Linked DNA regions of Rattus norvegicus: region 2 is linked to region 1. The links are chromatin contacts, called in public Hi-C maps. All regions are on one chromosome and are shown on one strand. Each heading gives the region's core, a stretch centred on a gene start, on an enhancer-like site or on the middle of the called end of the contact. The rest is flanking DNA. Distances are from core to core; before and after follow the strand shown. Region 1 holds the start of Lmo4 (LIM domain only 4). Region 2 has its middle 170 kb from the start of Lmo4.

Region 1 (6,820 bases), core at 2,103-4,602:
TCATGCCGCTCTTGGTGTAACAGGACGTGCCGATGTCGCCCAGCTGCGCCTGGCAGCAGGAGCACTTGAGGCAGCGGCTGTGCCAGTAGCTGTCCATGGCATAGAGCAGAAAGCGGTCCGCAATCTTGCCCCCGCAGCCTGCGCAGCGCTTCCAGGAGAGGGAGCCGGCCGTCACCGGGGGCGGCTGCGAGCTGCTGCCCGGATTCACCATGGTCTGGGGAGAGAGAAAGACAAAACGGGCGATGCAAAAGTTAGAAGTCGATCGCTGGGCGCCTGAAGCCAGCGCGCTCCCCTCCTCCCTCCCCGGAGTGGCTGCAGGAGAAGCAGCAGCAGGGCCAGGGCGGGAAGGAGGCCGGTCGGAGAGAAGGGAAAGAGGGAGGCTCGCCGGCAGCAGCCGCCTGTTTACTTTTCTCAAGCTTTGTTCTGGGGCCACGAGCTGCTCTCAACTTTCCAAAGCGCTCGCCGCTGACAATTTCAGCTCGGGGACTGTCAAAACTCTGAGAGCTAGGCTCGGTGGCGCGCTCCACCCCTCGCGGCGCCTCCTCCTCCTCCCCCTCCTCCTCCCAGCGCCCGCCTCCGCCCGCTCCTCCCGCTGCCGCCCGCCTCCAGCAAATGAGGGTCAAACCCACCCACCGCCGCGCCCGGCCCCTCCCCAGCCCCCGCCGAGCCCCGCGAGCCAGCCGCGGGCCGCTGGAGGTGGCCGCCCCGCCGCAGCCACGTTCCCTCCCGAGCTCTGCCTAGGGAAGTGAGGCTGCAATTCACAAGTTGCAAATAGTTCGGGGTTTTCGGCAAGGCCGGGGCTGGGGAGGAAGGAGGAGAGAGGAGGAAGGGAAAGGCCGAGGGGGAGATGGAGGTGGTGGGAGGGGAGGCAAGGTGGCGAGAGGGGAGTGGGGGGGGGTTGCCGGGTGTAAAGTTGCGAAACTGGTTTTTCGTATTTTAAACAGCACCTTTCACATGCCATTGTGGTGACCGCCATCTCCCATTATTGTTCCAAATCTCATTTCATTTTGAAGATCAATGAGTGTTTTCAGGACACAGGCAAGGATAATAGATCATTGAACTTTAGGATGCCTGTTAACTTCCTATACAAACACTCTCCACTTTGGTCTCGCTAATCTGCCCTTGATCAGCAATTTAAATGCGAGAGCTTTGCCCCCCCCCCCATGAGAGGGGGGTTATATGTGAGGAGGCACTATTGAGGGACACACAAGTTAAATTCAAGCCAGTCTTCTTGATGTCACGAAAAACTGCTTTTAAACATATCTCTCTCTCTCTCTCTCTCTCTCTCTCTCTCTCTCTCTCTCTCTCTCTCTAACTGGGGTATAATATAGGAATCAATTTATAAAGCTTAGCTTAAACCGATTAATTTGTTGCCTCCAATCCGGAGTCCAATAAAGTCCTAGTGTTTCTCCAGTCACTTATTCTATAAAAAGATCAAGTTATTTACTGCCAATTAAGCAGCTTGTTTTGTCTTTGTCCTCTGTAAGGCGAGAGTGTGGGCTTCCCCCCCAGGCTCCCAGCTATCGGCTCAAGACATTCAGCTGATACCTCAGAAGGGAGAGGGTGAACTTTGTCTGTCCCCAAGCCCAACTTCACTGCTGCAAAGAACCGGGGAGAGGGAACGAAAGAAGGACTCGGGTTCCTTAAATAGGCCGATTTTAAACACATTTCCTCCGAAAGAGTCCCGGAACGTGTGTCCAGTGACCGCACAATAAACCAGAATAAGAACTGCACCAATTAAGCTGTAACAAAACCCTGAGACTCTGGAACCAGGACCGCTCTAAAACCCATTAGCATTGCATTTATCCGAATGCATCATACCTTTATGTAAATTGATTTATCTGATGCATTTACTCGAGGAATTGCTTTTTGTTACAATTTCAGCCCTGACCCAAATGAATCTGCATTTCCTGCCCTAGGTCTTTAAACTGTTCCCCCACCACCACCACTCCTCAACGTTTTAATCGCTCCGAATTCCTTTTTTAAAAGGGAGGGGGAGGGAGGAGATTCCAAGCTGCTCCCCGCCCCCATCTTTAGTGAGAGGTAAATATATATGTATATTTTTTTTGAAAAGGAAACATTACACTGAGAAAAGCATCCAGTAACCCCATTAGCTAAAGCTCTTAAGGACAAGCAATACCTTAATGCTGATTAAATCTAAGAGAGATGAATCAGGAGGACTGACCAGAAACTGACTCCCCTGATAACTAAGGACGGGCCCTCATCAAGTTTCATTTAGAGTTGGAAAAAAAAAAAGAAAGCTTTTAAGTTAAATAGGCTTATACTCTAGTAATTACATAGCCAAGCAATTTAGGTCCTGGGACAGTCAGTGAAATAGAAAGCAGAGCTGGCAGCTAGAGGCAAAATCTGCCCCCCTTTAACAACGTCTCTGGTGTTTTTTAATGGAGACCAAGGGAGGGACAACCGTAGCGCTGGCCATTTGTAGTACAAAAATGGATGCTTAATTCATGTCTTGATTTTAATTAGGTGATTCACCGGATTTCTCCTGGATTGGAACAAAAGACTTATAAGCCAAGAGGAATTCTTTTAAAAAGAATCAGCAATGCCGGATCCCTGGTCACTTGGAGCTTTTCGATCCCTGTTTCAAATAGTGTTGGGGGGGGGTCATGACTATCGCCCCCACCCACACACACCACTTCTCATCTAAGCAGCCCCTGCCTTTCCTTTAGGAACTGGAACTGCCCCCCAGCCCTCTCCAGGGTCCCCATCAGCCCGGTCTCCAAGAAGAACCCTTTTGTAAGCAAGGAACCGCTACAAAGCTGGCGGCCCCGGGCTGCCCTCCGTGCTAGCTCGCAGGCCGGCCTCGGGTAGTTTCAGACTCACGCATTATCTAAGGCGACGTATTGTTTACTTGCAATTTGGGACGGTCAAGGGAAGGAAGCCAAAGAAAACAGCCCCGGCCCCGATCAGCTCCCCCCTCCCTCCCTCCCTCGTCCCCTCCGGGCCCGCGGCGCCCCCAGCCACCCCCTTACCTGTTTCTCCCCTATATTGCAACACTGCGAGAGGCGGCGGCGGCGGCGAAATGCGAGCGGAGCCGCTCGGCTTCCAGGGCAGGGGCGCCGGGGCTGGCGGAGCTGGAGGGAGGGAGGGAGTTCTCGCAGAAGCAGGAAAGGGGAGGAGGGGGCTAAGGGCTGCTTTTTTTTTTTTTTTAATCGCGTGGCTCTGGGGCGGGTAGACGGAGCCCCACGCTAAGTGGCAGGCGGCCCGGCGCAGAAGTGTCAAGTCTCAGCCCGAGGGTCCGGGTCCTCAGCCCCCGGCTGCGCGCGAGGAGCAGCTGCAGGCGCCCTCGGCCCGGCCCGCGCGGCGCAGCGGCAGCCACTGCTGCAATCGCGGCTGCAAGTTTGGCAATGTGGCTTCACTTTGTACGCGCCCCCGCCCCCGCCGCGCCCGCGCTCCTCCTCCTCCGCCGCCGCCTTCCTCCCGCCCGCCGCCGGCAGCTCGGCCGAGTCCCCCCCCTCCCGCGACCTGCGGCCCGGGAGAGTGGCGGTGCAGCCTCGGTCCCGCGGCCGGTGCGAGGGCGCACGGAGTGGGGAGCTGCGGACCGGCGGAGAGCGCTGGACCGATCGGCTGCCCCGCTGCTGCTGCCCGGCTCGGAGGCGGCGGCGCGGGCCTCTAGCCGGCTCGCTCGCTCCTTCGGCGGCGCTTACACATGTGTTACTGACAGAGCAGAATCCCAACTACTCCCCGGCTCTGCCGCCGACGTCAGCGACCCTCAGCCACTGGGCGGCCGGATTGTTCAGGCGGAATAATAAAACCTGCCAATCCGGGGAAGGACAAAGGGTGACTGAAACGAGACTCGGGGGGCGGGGAGCGAGGCGGGCGACTGAGCGGGCCGGGCCCGGGAAGGCGGGGGGGGGCTGGGGTCGGGGGACGAAAAGGGACCCGGGAGGTGCGGGGGACGCGGCCAGCGAGCGCGTGCCCAGGCTCGGGACCACACCTGCCTGCCTAGCTCGCGGGGACGCGTGGAGCCCGCCCCCGCAGGGCCTCGGGGATCGCCTTCCGTGGCTCAGAGAACAGACCCTCGGGAAACTTACTTTCCCCGAAATGGGTCTCTTCCTGTTAGGGTAGAGGATTCATTCTGCCGGAGGGAGGTGCAAAAGCGGGTGTTTTGTTTAATCCTTCGGGTTGCAGATTTGAAAACCTTAGGCAAAAGTGGGAAGTAGTTCCTACCTAAGTACTGCCTGCTTAACCCCATCTTGCTCCCATTAACCCCAGCATAAACTGGAAGGGGCAGGCACTTCATAGATGCTTGTCAGTTGCTGGTGGGTGCAGATTACACTCAGAGATGAAGAAAACTTCATGGGCAACGGTTTTTGCTCACCGTTCTGCCTCAGTGTGGAGGATGAGATGCTAGCTCCCCTCATAGCCCCCTAAAGCGATGCAAACATTTGCCAGACCGGCTAGCTCACAACCCTGAGAAAGGAACACTAGTCGTTTCCCGTACAAATCAAAGGTTTGAGGAACGCTAGCTAGCTTCGGAGCCTCTTCCCAGGGCCAGAGCTCAGCCTAGATCCTTGAACATCGAGTTATTCAACTTCACTCTGCCAAATAGGTTTAATAAATCTCCGATCTGAGGTTAATATTGGGGTTGATTATTAATAGTAAGTTCCAGAGAGATTTTTCTGTTGGAAATTATCATGGAAATGCAAAAGCTGTATTGCTAAGTATCATTAACCAAAACCAGCCTTGTGGGAGAAGCTTTCATACCGTGTTACACACAGGGCTGCTAGATTGAAGAAAGGAAGTTGAAGAAAAATCAGGCAGAACATCTACAGTCCTAGCAGCTGTGTGCAGAATCCGGGTTCTTTAAACTGCCAGATTACGGCGAAGGAATAAATATTGCCCATGAAACCAGGAAGAGGATGTTTTTAATGCCAGTTAAAAATACTCATTTCTGTATTCTAGCTCCTTGGATCCCTAGCACGTTACACTTAAAAATTATCCTCATGGATTTGTATTTAACGTTGCGTGCTTGGGATCATGGACCTTGTGCACGTATTAAAAGCTTTTTTATATTAAAAAATATGGACGTGGTAATAATCAGAATGTGCTATACAGAAAACAGCCGCGGAGACGTGATGAAAACAGGCCAATTTAGGAAAGATACTTTTTTTTTAAGTCCAAACAAAAAATTCAACAAAACAAAACAATAACCTCGGAGGAGGAGAGGACACTATTAAGATATAAGACATTATAATTCCTCGGTTCGATTTTGACTCCTTACAATTTAAATCAATCAAAACTCGGTGATCAGGGATTTTTGCTCTTTAAGACCAGACTCGAAGTAGAACTTCTGCTTCCCCCATAAGTTCTGGGATTTCAGGCCTGCCTTGCCTAGCTGGTATAAGATCTTCATGTCTATTGTTGTATTAAAATAGATCCTACGAGAAGATTTCCATATCTGTACAAACACTTTATCTAAAAAAGAAGAAGAAATCAAGCTGTATTGTCCTTTTTTTTTCTTTTAAATTATTTTTTAAAAAAACAAGGACACATAACATTCAGCATCATGGTGAGTTATGGTGTTTTCTAAAGTATGACCAATAAGATGGATATTTAATTCTAAAATGAAATATTATAAATTTAAGCAAGAATGGGCTCAGGTACCACCAAATGATTCTCTAAGGGTCTGGGTGGGTTTTGTGGAGGGAAGGAATGGGGAAGGCCTGAAGGATGGGACTTTGAACCTGTGTCTCTAGGCTACCCAGGGCCTAAACTTTTAGAGGTGGTTTTAATGTTTTGGTTGTGTGTGGAGTCTGCATATGTACTCCGGTAAAGTGGAATGGGTGGGGATATATTGCCAGAAATCTTTATTTACTGTGGTTATAGAACTACAAAGGTTGTGGAGGCTAGCAACATGTTTGAAGGGTAGGAAGGGAATCCATTCATGGTAATCAAAATTCAGGTGTACTTTAACCACAGCGCCACCTCTGGGTAGTCCTTATTTCTGCATTCTTTACTCTAAGCGGTCCTTTCTCTTCCCAGGTAGCAATGTCTTGTGTTCTCAAAAGTGCCGGACTGAGAGAGAAACCCACGCCAGTCTGATGTCAACCTGACCCTAGGCACACAAAAACGACACACACACACACACACACACACACACACACACACACACACACACACACACACACACCTGCTTGGGGAAGGGTACTGACGCCGTGTGTAATAAAAGTGTTCAGACAATGATGAAAATAGTGCCAAGAAATAATTCTGAGGTAAAGTAAAATTAGCTAATTCTGAAGTGTTGCATTGTGTCTGCTGGTTTGGAAGGACCCTGCTGATGTCACACACCCAACGTTCAGCCAGTTTCCTAAAGTGAGACATAAAAGTCTGGTACTTTATTTTTTTTCTTTTTAAACACAAACCATTTTGAGTTTTTTTTTTCTTATTAACATAGGATCTAAATGGATCCTAGATCAGGCTTTCATTTTCCTTACTTGCCTTGAAATTATTTATCTAAACTCATCTTCTCAACTAAGGTCTTACGCCTGGACTTGGTGCTCTCCGGTGACAGTTCTGCTCAGAATCCTCAGACAGCAGTTCTGCCTGTCGTCCACCTGACCACCTGACGAGGCAGCGTCCAAGACAAGCATCTGGCTCTTTGATGAGGAAAGGGGGACGAGATTGTGCTCTTTGGAGGCCCGTGCACAGCTGGTTTCTGAACGAAGGCCTTTTAGAAAGGACATTACAAGAACGACTCCGATCTTTACCCTCAGAGAGATCCTCCGAACTCCAAAGGTCCAGCACGGTAGCCGCAGTGAGGAAACCAGTTAAAATGTAGAGGATGAGCCAGTGGGTT
Region 2 (6,820 bases), core at 2,529-5,028, 170 kb after region 1:
AAACTGAAATAGCACACAAGAGTTACCCTAAGTAGATTTAAATAATTAAATTCAAAAATTCTCAAACCACTTGCTGTTTCAAATTTATTTCTTTAATAACAACTCAGACTCAGCAACAGGCTGGATTAAGATTTCATTTATTTGAAATTTAAGGGATATCCAGCTCTGGGTGTTGTTTTTAAGTATTTAAGGGGAAATTTGTGCTTGGTGAAAATGAAGAGACGGCACCATTATAAATTCATTTCCTCTATTAGAAGCCGGGCCAGGCCTGCACGCTGCAGCTGTTCCGGGAGGCTGTCTTACAGGCTGGAGGGTGAGCCGCAAGCAGACGACCCTTTGTTTCCCTGGTAGGAAAGATTTGGCCAGCCCCACACCCTCCCCCAAGAACTATTTCCTCAGTGGCGCCAGGCAGTTGGGCAGGATCATCTGGGGTGGTTTTCATGTGGCAGGGCAAGGCATCCTCTGGGATTCCAGGGCAACTTCTAAGGATCCATTTTCACGGTGACCTCAAACTGTGCCTTGTCCCAGACCCCAAAGGCAGAGGCCACCATGGCCTGGGCAGAGTTCACTGACCTCTGGGACAAGCCTTCCAGAGTTCTCAGCAAAGCTGAACGAGACCAAGAAAGCAGGTGTTACATCACAGGTAACCGCCCAGTGGCACTCACAATTCGCACTAACGGTTTTACAAACAAGTGAGTTTCTTATATTCATCGCCACCCCGAGGCATTCATATTCTTTTTAAGTACAGAAACCTTAATTAGATTTTGACCACAGACCCGGGTTTGACTTTCCCTGACAGGGTTTCCATTAGTGTAATCTGTGGGGGAATTCAGTGTTTTAACATCTGTGCGCCTGAGGCCTATCTCGCATTTACTGCAGAACTCTGAAAAGCCTCCCTTGTAAGGGTCTCCATTTCCTTGGCTCCCAATTTCACAGAAGTCATTTCAGCACCAAACAGTAATTAGCAAAGGGATGGGCCTCGGCTGACGTGAATGCAATTCATTGTTTTCTGAGAGGCCCCCCGAACCAAGCAAACAAAGAACACGGTCTAGCTGTCTGGCATTTTATTAACTTGTATTGTGTGGTGCACCTTACTGAAGGGGGATCTTCTGGAGAAACCCAGCAGTTTGTGTGTGGCAACACGCAGACTCGGGAGAATGTTAATTTTACTTCAATTAGGCAAGTTTTGTGGTACCTCAAGCCTGCAATGTAGGACAGCCACTTTTATAATGATCTTCCACATTAACTTTATCATCACCAGACTTTTGCATAAATGCAACCTTTCATCTTTAAAATGCCAACACTTTTTCAATTTTGGCAACCGTACAGCGCTGCTAATTATTTGCTCATTATGTGTGGTTAACTGATGAGTCATTAATAAATGAATGAATGGCTAATATATTTTTATGGTAATTGGAGATATAACTGATTGCAGACTTCCTTAGCTTCTCAAAATGGCACCACGAGTGAGCAGTGCTTCCTAATTGTACACAGAAGAGAGTTATGCCTGACCCAGCGTTTCCCACAGTTGTGGTTTGTCCCTGGCAAATTCCCATCAGCTCTGGGTAACCAGATCAATCCCGGCAGAGGGGAGTCCATGGCAGCACAACCATGCTTCCTCGGTTGTATTTCTGTCGCCGAGCCCACCGATGGACCTCATGGCCGTTTTTGTTACAGACTCCAAGGCTAGACTGTATCTGCTTGGACATTGGTGAGGACGCAGCCGTAACGCTTCTGTGGGTACCTCCCAGTCGCCAATACATAAAGGCTGACACCCAAACACTCACACCATCCAACTGCTACTTGTCTCACTTGGCACGCAATGGAGTCATGGCCAGTGGTCTCCAAGCCCAGCATCTCTCTGGTCAAGGAGTTTAAGGGCAGCCTTGGACGTTGGACGAAGGTCCAGGGACTAAAACCAAGCAAAGCCCCTGGACTCTGTGTGACTCACCATTCCACGGCCGGCCCTCAGGCTCAGAGATGAGCCGGCCGGATTACCAAAATTATACCGACCGCACTATAAATCAGTCAACACCTACAGTTTAAAACAAGGGCTCTGTATTTGTTGACAACTCCTGAGGTAAATGAAAGATAGAACTCTCGCCAAATAAGGCTTGTTTAGCCTCATGCAAACAGACGGAAGATGGAGTTAAAAATGCAGGGGAGATTACCAAACCTTAATTATAATTATTTAACCAGGTGGGTAGTTTTTCCTAATGAACATTTCCATGAAAACAGAATAACTAATGACAGTCTTAAAGAAGCCTTTGTCTTCCCATGTACTAATGATCACATTTATAAATATGCAGCGAGGCCCCGTGTACATTGCTAATGATAAGTAATTAAGGACAGGCGTGGGAAGCCAGGGAAAAGGGTCATGGTAATGCAGGAGAGGGAATTAAAAATGCAATAAAAGTAAGTTGCCTAGAAAAGATTAAATAAACTTGTGGCTTCTCCTCCTTCCAGAAAGAAAAAAAAAGAATGATTTCCTCATTCTCCGGAACACCGTGTCAGGCCAGCCAACGGTTTACTGTGTCCCTTCACGTCCTTGCCCCCCCCCCCATCTAGATTCTGTTTTCAGATACTGTGCCCCACCCCCACCTCAACACCAGTCCCGCAGAGATGGAGTGAGTCCTCACAAAGATGGCCGAATGTATGATTGAAACGTTCGTGGCGGATCATCTCTAAACCGAGCGACTGTCATCAGAGAACCTTTTGACATCACCCTCAGTCTGAGGAACCCTGCCACCCAAGCACTTGGAGCCACTTGAAAGACACCAAGCCTGTCTCTCAGGCAGTGTCTGAGACAGCCATTCAGACTCCCTTCAACATCTCGTCCCCAAATAGAACAGAAATCTGAGGCGCTAAGGGGAAAAAGAAAAAAGGAAAGCGGACTTTGCAAAAAAAAAAAAAAAAAAAAAATCATAAAGTCGTGTTTGGGACCGAATAGGAACCCCAGTGTTCCCTTTAAGCATTAAAGGCACACCAAATGAGTAAGTGGCCTTCTTGGCGAAAGAAAAGAGGCTTATATTTGGATCTCCGAAGCTCTTAAATAAGGGCAATTTTGATTCTCCTTTAAAGTGTCTCCGTAAAGCTCCCAAGCCACTGAGGATTTTTCCCCCTTACAAACATTTTAGACTCCTTGATCTCGAGTCTCTAGAGACCGCACATTCCGTAACTGTTCCACGGGGTTAATCCCTTGGTGGGAGAATCATCTTCTGAGGCTGCGTGGCCGGGTTAACAAGAAGGCAACCTCGATCTGAAGTCAACAGCGGCTTGCAAACATCACAACTTTGGTTTGGGGGGGGGGGGGGGGGCGGTTCTTCTTTAATCTCTCTCTGTATGTTCTCTCTGTCTCTCTGTCTCTCTGTCTCTCTGCATCCCTCCCCCCTCCTCTGGATCTCTCTCCCTCCTTCCCCGTCTCCCTTCCCCTCTGTATCTCTGTGTTCTCTCTATCCACCCTCCCCGCACCCCGCCTTAAACAAGTTCTAAGCAAAACACTCAGGGCTTGGCTGTTTTCTATCCTAAGTCTCCGTATGAATGCAAAATGAATTGTTTTCTGTTTCATAAAATCTTCAACAAGGCCGTACTTCTTCTGTTATCAGGATGTGGTCATCTGCACATAGCTGATTGCACTCTGGCAAAGGCCATTTGGTACCTGAAGCTCACTCCAGCAACCAGGAAGGCCAACAAGGCCCTAGCTCGCAGGCACCGCCTCCCGGGCAGAGCCTCGCTCCCCTCCGGACCGCACAGTCGGTCGAAGGGCACCTCTGCGAGCTTATCCTGACCCCCAGTGGCCGGCCCCGTCATCCATCCGGCCCGCACCGGGTTCCTTTGGGCCAGCACCGCCCTAAGGCTCCTCAGATCCCAGCTTTAATTGACAATTAAAACAAACTTCAGTTCTCACAGGCATCAGCGAGTGAAATTTCGCAACTTGCAAGTTTCACAATTCAATTCCCTTGAAGCAAAACCGACAGTTTCCCTGAGGTTTCACGCCACACCTCGCCATTTGTTGTTTAACTTCCCCCTCAAGTTTCTCTCCCCGCCCCACACACACACTTTTATTTTCGAGTCAGTCGTGGAAGCAGTTTAATTATGTTTCTGGGGTCCAGCATCCCCCTTGCCCAGATGCTGAGTCAGCATGCCTCAGAGCCCCGGGAGCCCGAGTTTAATAACTGCAGAGTAGAGCTCGCAGGGGCTGCACCATCCCCAGGGAAGCATTAATGGCTTCCGCCCACCCTTCCGCTTAAATTCAGGCCACCCTTAGGATGCAGTCAGAAAACCCGCCTGATCCAGGTATGGACGGGGCTGGCCCGATTTAGCAAGTGAATACAGGATGGGTTTGGATTCCAGATACTGCCTTACTCAAGTCTTAATTTAAGTATGCCCCAAATGCAGCCTGGGGTGCATTTGTACTAAAAAGTATATGTGATTCATCTGAAATTCACATTTCGGGCCCTCTGTTTTATTGGGTAACCCTACTAGCAGACAGAGGAGGGGCTGGCTTTTACCAGTTTATAGCTCAGATCCATGGATAGATCAGAGGGCCTGGCTCCTCTGAGAATTAGTGAGAACTTTCGTTGTTTAAGTGTAAGGAAATAAAATGTTGATTACTGGACGCCCTGAAGGGGCTTGGTGTGTTTCCTCTGTCCATTCTTGCAGAGGTGTCCACCCCTCACCCCCAAACCCCAGCAGTGGCTCCTCCCACCTTATCCCTCCCACCCATAGCCAACTCTCCAGTGTTCAGAAGTTCCCCCACCTACCACAGAAGTTAAAGCAAAAGTCAAACACAAGGAAACCACTTGTAGGGGCAACGGATTCATTGCAGCAGCATCTTTAAGAGGTTCAAGAGGCATGACTTCTGCATGCACTGATATGTAGAGGGTTTTTTAAAAACAAGTTTTAAATTACAGTTATTTTCTTTTAAAAAAAACTAATAATAAAAAGCAGATCTATGGCCTTGAGAACATGTACAGATCTGCAAGCCACCTCTGCAAGTTTGTCCGTTAAACCAAACGTTAAATGGGAAATACTTGGCGGGATTTAAAATTAGAGCGGCACACATCACTTACAGATGTTTCGATGCAAAGACATGAGACTGAGCCTCGCCAAGTCATAAACCCCACAATGGTGGTTTTCTTTTTAATATCCCAAGTTAATTTTTATTATATAAGTAGCCATATGAAGAAGGCATTGCGGCCTGCTTGAATTAAATAGGGAAGAGTGGAATCAACGGCGACCCCTTACAGCATATGGCCCAGCAAATCACAGCACAAGGCTTTCCACATCTCATTAACTACAATGAGTACAGTGAGTTTTGTAATCGTGGGAGTGGCGAGCAGTGGCTCACTGTAAGAATTCACGGGGGTGACCCTTGTGCTGAGATAAAGAGGTCATTTGAAATGGGCAGGGTCATCTGGTCAAGACTGATCATGACATTTCTCCATTATTGTTTTAGTTATCACTGGAGCGTGTGTTTCGTTGGGGGGGGGGAATGCCTTTGATAATTTCACTGACAGCAAATAACCCACACACTGTTATTTAATGAGTTCGGGCAGGATTAGCTGACAATAGGAAATATAGTAAAGTGTTTTGATTAGAGCAGGGTTTTAAAAAAAAAACCCTCAGGGCAATGCAGAAGCCACCTACCCCATGGCTCTGCAGGTGAGAGGACTGGAGGGTCTACAGAGCCTGGGGCTGGCCAAGCCGCTGCCTTTGGGCTGCAAATGGTGCTAGGCGACCTCCAGCTGGAACCCACACTCAGAAGTCTGGTTCCTCTTTTGCACAACAAGGAAAAGAAATACTTCTACAGAGGCTCATCACACGGCCTTTGGTTGAGATGAATTACCAATTTACAACCTCTTGTGTTCGGAAGAAGCAAACTGTGCTCTTTTGAGGCAAGAATCAGGAACCTAAAATCATTCAGGCTTTCTTGTTTATAAGGACAGACCAAAAATCCATTTTCCCTCTGCTCTGAGCCCTTTCAATGGGGAGTTAGTTTGTCACCATCTGCACTAATAGACGTGGACTGGTGCGTGTGGAAGCGCACACAGAGGGGAAGGGGGGAGTGAGAGGGTTGTAAACGGTTGCAAATGGCTCTCCTGCCGAGATAACAGCAGTGCACAGTGGGCCTCAGTAGTCACACTTTAAGAATGGGCGTTTGGCTTCCCCTCACAGGGCTTAGAGGGAAAGGATGTGCTTCCAAACTGCCACAGATTAAGAAGGTTCCTTCTTCTAGGGAGAGACTAGCTTTCTAACTGCACCTTCCCTCAAAGCTCCAAGCCTGAGAACCAGAAGAAGCAGTCAGCCCGGGGAGCTGGGTGACAACTGGACCAACTGAAGCCCCGAAATAGGAAGTCGTAGGCCAAGGGGCACAGAAGCCAGGGCACCAAGGACAGAAGTGCCAGACAATAGAGAAGTGGTTAGACAACCGTGCCTAAGACTGGCCCTTGGGAACAAGTGGTCACAGGAAAGAGCTGTGGAGGGAAGGCAAAGGCACACACACAGGGACACGGACACACACACAGGGACATGGACACACACATGCACACACACACACACACACACACACGCAGGGACAGACACACACAGGGACAGACACACACACACAGGGACAGACACAGGGATACACACACAGGGACATACACACACACAGGGACAGACACAGGGATACACACACACACACAGGGACACGGACACACACACGCACACACACGCAGGGACAGACACACACAGGGACAGACACACACACAGGGACAGACACAGAGATACACACACACAGGGACAGACACACACACAGGGACAGACACAGGGATACACA

The links. Hi-C and Micro-C count contacts between places; a contact is called where the count stands out from the background.
Region 2: a Hi-C map of Schwann cells shows a contact between it and region 1, with 5 times the contacts expected there. The contact joins the enhancer-like site here to the promoter of Lmo4 in region 1. A contact is called at or near these places in 1 of 12 Hi-C or Micro-C datasets (Schwann cells) and 1 of 1 datasets of contacts at active chromatin or transcription factors (oligodendrocytes).

What each region holds. Positions count from the first base shown.
Region 1 is chr2:235,937,923-235,944,742 of GRCr8, forward strand. It overlaps Lmo4 (LIM domain only 4), which reads right to left and starts at 3,353. Exons shown (of 5, transcript NM_001009708.1): 1 at 2,994-3,353; 2 at 1-214. The coding sequence starts at 211.
Region 2 is chr2:236,112,018-236,118,837 of GRCr8, forward strand. No RefSeq gene overlaps it. Among named protein-coding and RNA genes, the nearest start is that of Lmo4, 170 kb to the left of the region's middle. Within about 2 kb of position 3,779, at least 8 of the 93 cell types and tissues checked have an H3K27ac peak or open chromatin away from gene starts, as enhancers often do. A contact at or near this core is called in Schwann cells, where this site is marked.